Linked DNA regions of Mus musculus: region 1 is linked to region 2. Evidence: chromatin contacts called from public ChIA-PET data. All regions are on one chromosome and are shown on one strand. Each heading gives the region's core, a stretch centred on a gene start, on an enhancer-like site or on the middle of the called end of the contact. The rest is flanking DNA. Distances are from core to core; before and after follow the strand shown. Region 1 holds the start of Gpsm1 (G-protein signalling modulator 1 (AGS3-like, C. elegans)). Region 2 overlaps Nacc2 (nucleus accumbens associated 2, BEN and BTB (POZ) domain containing).

What was found. ChIA-PET counts read pairs in DNA pulled down with a chosen protein or histone mark.
Region 1: an RNA polymerase II ChIA-PET map of memory CD8 T cells shows a contact between it and region 2, with 23 read pairs. The contact joins the promoter of Gpsm1 here to the enhancer-like site in region 2. A contact is called at or near these places in 1 of 39 promoter capture datasets (embryonic stem cells), 1 of 484 Hi-C or Micro-C datasets (the N1E-115 cell line), 3 of 115 datasets of contacts at active chromatin or transcription factors (acute myeloid leukemia, embryonic stem cells and memory CD8 T cells) and 3 of 9 other capture datasets (adipose tissue, embryonic stem cells and pancreatic islet).

Annotation. Positions count from the first base shown.
Region 1 is chr2:26,314,269-26,316,968 of GRCm38.p6, reverse strand. It overlaps Gpsm1 (G-protein signalling modulator 1 (AGS3-like, C. elegans)), which reads right to left and starts at 1,436. Exons shown (of 14, transcript NM_153410.5): 1 at 1,249-1,436. The coding sequence starts at 1,316. Gm52505 (a long non-coding RNA gene) reads left to right here. Exons shown (of 2, transcript XR_003953775.1): 2 at 543-1,620.
Region 2 is chr2:26,053,844-26,056,543 of GRCm38.p6, reverse strand. Nacc2 (nucleus accumbens associated 2, BEN and BTB (POZ) domain containing) reads left to right here. Exons shown (of 6, transcript NM_001037098.1): 6 at 1-1,008. Among named protein-coding and RNA genes, the nearest start is that of Ubac1, 33 kb to the right of the region's middle. Within about 2 kb of position 1,278, at least 41 of the 459 cell types and tissues checked have an H3K27ac peak or open chromatin away from gene starts, as enhancers often do. A contact at or near this core is called in embryonic stem cells and memory CD8 T cells, where this site is marked.

The DNA of each region.
Region 1 (2,700 bases), core at 187-2,686, 260 kb before region 2:
GAGCAACTGACACAGCTTTGAGACCTGTGCTCTGAATGTCCACCTCCCTCTCTTACATGCGAGCACTCGCACACACATACATACACACACGCACACGCACATGCACACACACGTTGCAGTCTGCCTAGTAGACACCTCCTTCTCACAGGGGTGGCTGGCCCTGAGTTAAATGTGACCCCACAGAGCCTCTGCTCCCAGGGGACTCCAAGAAGCTGCTAGCAAACCTCTTACCCTTGCACTAGAACTTGGAGGAGGGTGTGGGGCTCAGGCATGATCTTCAACACCACACAATGGGGACACTGTCTCTGAGCTGCAGCATTAGAACACTGTATTAGAACGGGACGGCAAGGATCTGTTCGCCAGGCACCAAGCCCTCATTTTGCTCTTTGGGGGTACTAGGCAGAGCTTGGCTAGCTGATGAACCACCCCACTTGAGTAGATTTCTTCAGGGTTGACCCCTAACAGGGAGACCCCAGATATGGGGAAGGGCTAGACGAGGTGGGGGCCAGAAGCTAACTGAAGGATGCTGGGCCTTCCTTTAGGTCTGATGACAGCCCCTGCCCAGAACTCAGGCCGGTCCAGCTCAACCTGAAGCCAGAGTGAACTGACAGCTCTGGTCCACTTCTGGGATCAGCATCTCACCGGAGAACACCCTCATCCATCAAAAGGGAGTCACCAGGGAGGCATGGAGCCAGGGGCAGGACTATCCTGTCATTCCCAGTGGGCGGGCACACAGCACAGACCGCTCGATCACCTGTGAACCTGCCTGGAAGGCAAATGCCTTTGTAGGGAAGCACACACCCACTTGCCTGGCTCAGGCCCAGCTCCTTCTGGCCTAGGGCTGGGGATAGCTAGTGAAGGCAGGGCCCCATCATGACAGCCTGGGTCGTGGCCATGCTACACCAACACCGGGTCACGGCAGTGTCAGGCTTGAGAAGAGAACTCCAGATAACGAAGACTGGCATCCATGCTACTCAGGGTCCCGCAGAGCCGGGTGGTGGAGTGCCCGCCCCGTAAGCCCTTTTGGCATCAGGACAGGGTTGCAGGCAGAACCCAGTCCCAACCCCTCTACCGCGAAACTGATCTTTGGGCCCTGGGCCCCGCGCCCCCACCGCTCCCTACGCAGATCCAGGGAGGCGCGTCCCCGGCCACGTTGCGCGTCGCCGCAGCAGCCTTTGTTCTGGGCCGGCAGCCTCCCGCCCGCGTCTGCCGCTCAGGTCCCCGTTCCCATCCCGGTCCTTGAACTACCTGGAGTAGAGGCGCCTGGAGGCCGGGCCCGGGAGCTCCTCGGCCACGGGCGGGGCCGGGCTCGCCATGAGTCGGGGACGCGCCGAGCAGGAGCACCGCCCCGCTCTGCGGCCGTCCGCCTGCCGATCTGCCCGCCTGTCCGCGCGTCCGTCCGCCTGTCCGCGCGTCCGCGGGAGACGCCGAGGAAGTGATGTGCTGGGGTGCCGCCGCCCCTCCCGCCAGAGCTGTGATGTCACCGCCGCCAGGCGGAGGGAGGGTGGGGAGGGGCAGGCGCCCACCGGCCACCACTGCGGCGGTCCCGCCTACCGTGGGGTGGGCGGGGCTCTGTCTTTGAGGTCCAGTGCAAGGAGAGTCCTGCTCTAGTGTGGACAATGCTGTGTTTCCTTTTCTTTGGGGGGGAAGCCCTGCTAAGCCTGGAGTTTAGTGCTTTTTCTTACACACACACACACACACACACACACACACACACACACACACACACACGAGAGTTTGCTGTCACACACACATCCTGTTCCTTTCCTGTCACCTCTTGTGGGGTACAGGCCATGCAGATGCTCCTGGGGCTAAGGAGAAAACAGGTCTTCCTAGATGGAGTCAGGGTGGGAGGATGCTGTCCAGCCCTAGGCAAGTCTCTACCTTCCTAGGGCTTTCACCACCAGATTTCATGTTGAATTTCATCTGTGAAATGCAAGCGTTTGGAAAACATACTGGAAGAACACCAGGAGCCCACGTGGGAGGCTGGCCGTTGCTCATTCATCTGCCTACCCTCCTCTGAGTTCTCCCAGGACCCTGAGGATCTGAACCTCGGAGTGATCTTTCTTCATCCAACTTGAGTAGCCTTGGAGCCTTCACCTCAGCCAACCCCCAGCCAGCCACAGGGCACCATCTGGACAGCCAGTTCCATTGGGACTCACCCAGGTCTCTGCTCTTCTCTCCAGGCCACTCTAAATCTTCTTGAAAACGTAGCTGTGACCCTCAGTGGAACAGGAACATGTCAGGGTGCAGACTATGGCAGTGTCCTTGGCAGTTTTTCTGCACCCCTGGACCCTGGTCTGAAGAGGGACACCATGCCAAGGTCACCCCAGACAGACCCTGCAGACGCAGCCCACAGTACAGTGGCTTCAGGCGGAGAAAAATGGCAACAAAAACAAACACAAGATAAAACTGGGCTGTTGGCCCTGAGCTAGTTTGTTTTCCTAGGAAGGAGCAGGAGCGAGCAATGAGAACCATCTGTGCCTGGGGCGAGGCGCAAGCTTGCTGCTGTCCCCACACCTCCCCCTAAGACCACAGGAGCCAGGGCTTGCTCTCTCTTGGCTAAGGCAGAGTGTGTGTTATGGCTGGCCAGGCACCACCCACGTTTGCTGAAGTCTCGGGCCTGGTCCCTAGCAGACCCTGGCTCTGGAATGCAGGCGCTTCCTGGTTGCCTTCAAAGGATACAACATACACATGGAG
Region 2 (2,700 bases), core at 29-2,528:
CTTAGCTGACTTGGGGAAGAGCAGGTGGCCTATCAACCAGCTGAAAACTCGAAAGACCCTGTTAGAACCTGCTTGCCGCAGATCCCAGATGGGAATGGCGACAAGCACATGATCTGTCAGCTTTACGCACTTCACTTCGTGGAAAGGTGCTGCTGCTGGGTGGTTCTGCATGTCAGGCAGCTCAGCCTATGCTGCTAGAAGAAGGGCTCAGTACAAAGTGTTTCAAAAGTGGCAAAGGTGTTTGCTTTGTTTGTTTTGTTTTCCTAGAAAGGAAAAGGATGCAGGATCTAAAACCTTCTGATTGAATAGCCTCTGCTTGTGTCCCATTGGTCCCCTCACTGCAAGCTCGATTGTGATTTTTATGTCAAAGGAAGCCAAAATTTGCAATACTATTTTTAGCAGACAAAAAGATAACTCGGTATAAAATGTATAAATATTTTTGACTTGAACATTTTGGGTGTCTCTGGGTGCAAGAAGAACATTAATCCCTTCAGGGGGATGTTTGGAGAACAGGACCGGAGGAAGGGGGTTGTTTTGAAGGCACTGTCCAGGGGTTAAAGTAGCATCATAATTCATGACTGTTAGGAATTAAGTTAATAAAGTCAGTGCTCCCCTACCTCTAAGGAGGCCTTCACAGAACCACTGAGCTAGAGCAGACACCACATCTTGGCTTTCTTTTTAGGGAGGAGGAGGCTTTGGTTTTTGGTTTCTTTTGGTTTCCTTTTGTTTTGTCCCTCCAGCATCCTCCTCTCTCTGTGCTGTGACCCCCGTAGTGACAAGACTGTTACTTTGTAGCCATGGCTGAAAACATTGTATCTATAACAACAACAAAAAATAAAACAAACAAACACAGCTATGTCCGCAAGCCGACCAGGGAAACCCTAGAGCTTTGAGCCTGTGCTCAGAGCTGTTTCAGAAGTGGAAATCCATGACAAAAGGATGTTCTCGTTAACTGTAAGGCGCTTTGTAAAGTTCACATTTACAGAATAATAAAGTCAATTCAAACCCAGCTTTCCTGACCTTTGCTTGACCAGTGGGAATGGGGACACAGTATTGGAGAGAAGTTGGGAAGAGATTTAGCTGTGGAAGAACATGGGGCTGCCTGTCCCCAAAAAGTCGCTATTTGAGAGAGATATGAGGGTGCCACTGCCTAGACTGAGTAATGGTTTTATTCAATGTATTGTCTACAAAATGGCTCTTCCTCTTCATCTGGCCCACCTGCCCTCCCTCCTTTGGATGTGTGGCTCCCTATGTCCCCTCCCCTTGGCCAGGCCTGCCCCCAAGTGGGCAGAGGGACAATTGCATGTGGGTGGAGCTTATCTGGGCTGCACTGGGGTTCTGGGTTTAGGCCTGGCAGCTGTTCTTCCCTTGCCGTGGGTGAGCAGGCTTTAACATGAGTCTCGGAAGAGGGTCCTGGAAGCAGCCTCTGGGGTCTTACCCTGAACCCTGACTCTGTACGTCCCATTACTAAAGATGACTCCCTTCTGAACCTTATTGCTCATGCTTTTGCAGCCCGTGAGGGGTTTCCCCAGGGCCACTTTTGGTTACCTGATGGGATCCCAATCTCTGGCTCCCTTTCTATGCTTCATACTACCTGCTCTGTGGAGTTCGAGATAGATTCCCTAACTCACCTGTGTTTGTTTGTTTTTGTCTCATCTGGAGCTAGTAGGTCTGTGCCATGTATATGTCCCCAGAAAAAGGTGTCCTGGAGCCCTGTCCAGCACAGCATGGTCACTCTCCTCCTCCCCCTCCTCTCCTTCTTCCTCTTCCTTTCTTCGTCTTCCTTCTCTCTCTCCCCCACCCCTTTTCTGAGACAGGGTTTCTCTGTGCAGCCTCAGCTCTCCTGGAACTCACTCTGTAGACCAGACTGGCCTTGAGCTTAGAAATCCACCTGCCTCTGCCTCCCGAGTGCTGGGATTAAAGTTGTCCACCATCACCCAGCTCAATCGCCCTCTTAAAGGAGTGTTTGAGGTAGGATACTGGTTTAGGCTCATCCAGAGCCATCTCCTATGGGAGCCTCAATGCTCCCACCCTGTCCCCATCCAAATGCTCAAAGAACAAGGACACAGGTGTGAGAGGTGAGCATTAAGCCCCCCCCCTTTTACATCCTACCACCAACTCCAGCTTGGTCCAGAGTCAATGGATCCATGCCCACATTCAGGGGAGGGGCAGGGTGGGGGAACAATAGAGACACATCCCTTTTCAGGACATATTACCCTGGCTCTAAAATCCCTACCTCTGCAGCCACCACCCCCACCTAGCCTTCATCCACTCAGGCTGGATTCTTAGCCATGCACTTTGACTGTTAAGGAACCAGAAAGGGCATAGGCCAGAAGGCCCCAAGGCCTGTGGGGGTCAGGGAGTATTGATGCAAGACAGGTTTTGTCTTAACAGGAACTTTGAAATTGGTCACTCAGTGCATGTCAAATGCCAGAGTCATTCTGGCTTTCCAAGAAAGAGAAGGCTGTGAAGTGCCACTAGGGGTTTGACCCTGTGACCTGGAAGCCTCTGACAAAATCTGCTATGCTCAGGAAATGTGTATCAGTGTCTTGCGTGTGTGCACAGCCCCTTCCATCCCTTGTCCTTACCCTTTTAAGGAGGAAGCTGGTGTTTTAGCAGGTTCTTGGCTTTGCCCGGCCTTTTGGTCCAAGCAGAAGGTGGGCTTGGGGGACATGATAGACCCAGTTAAGTCCTTAAGTC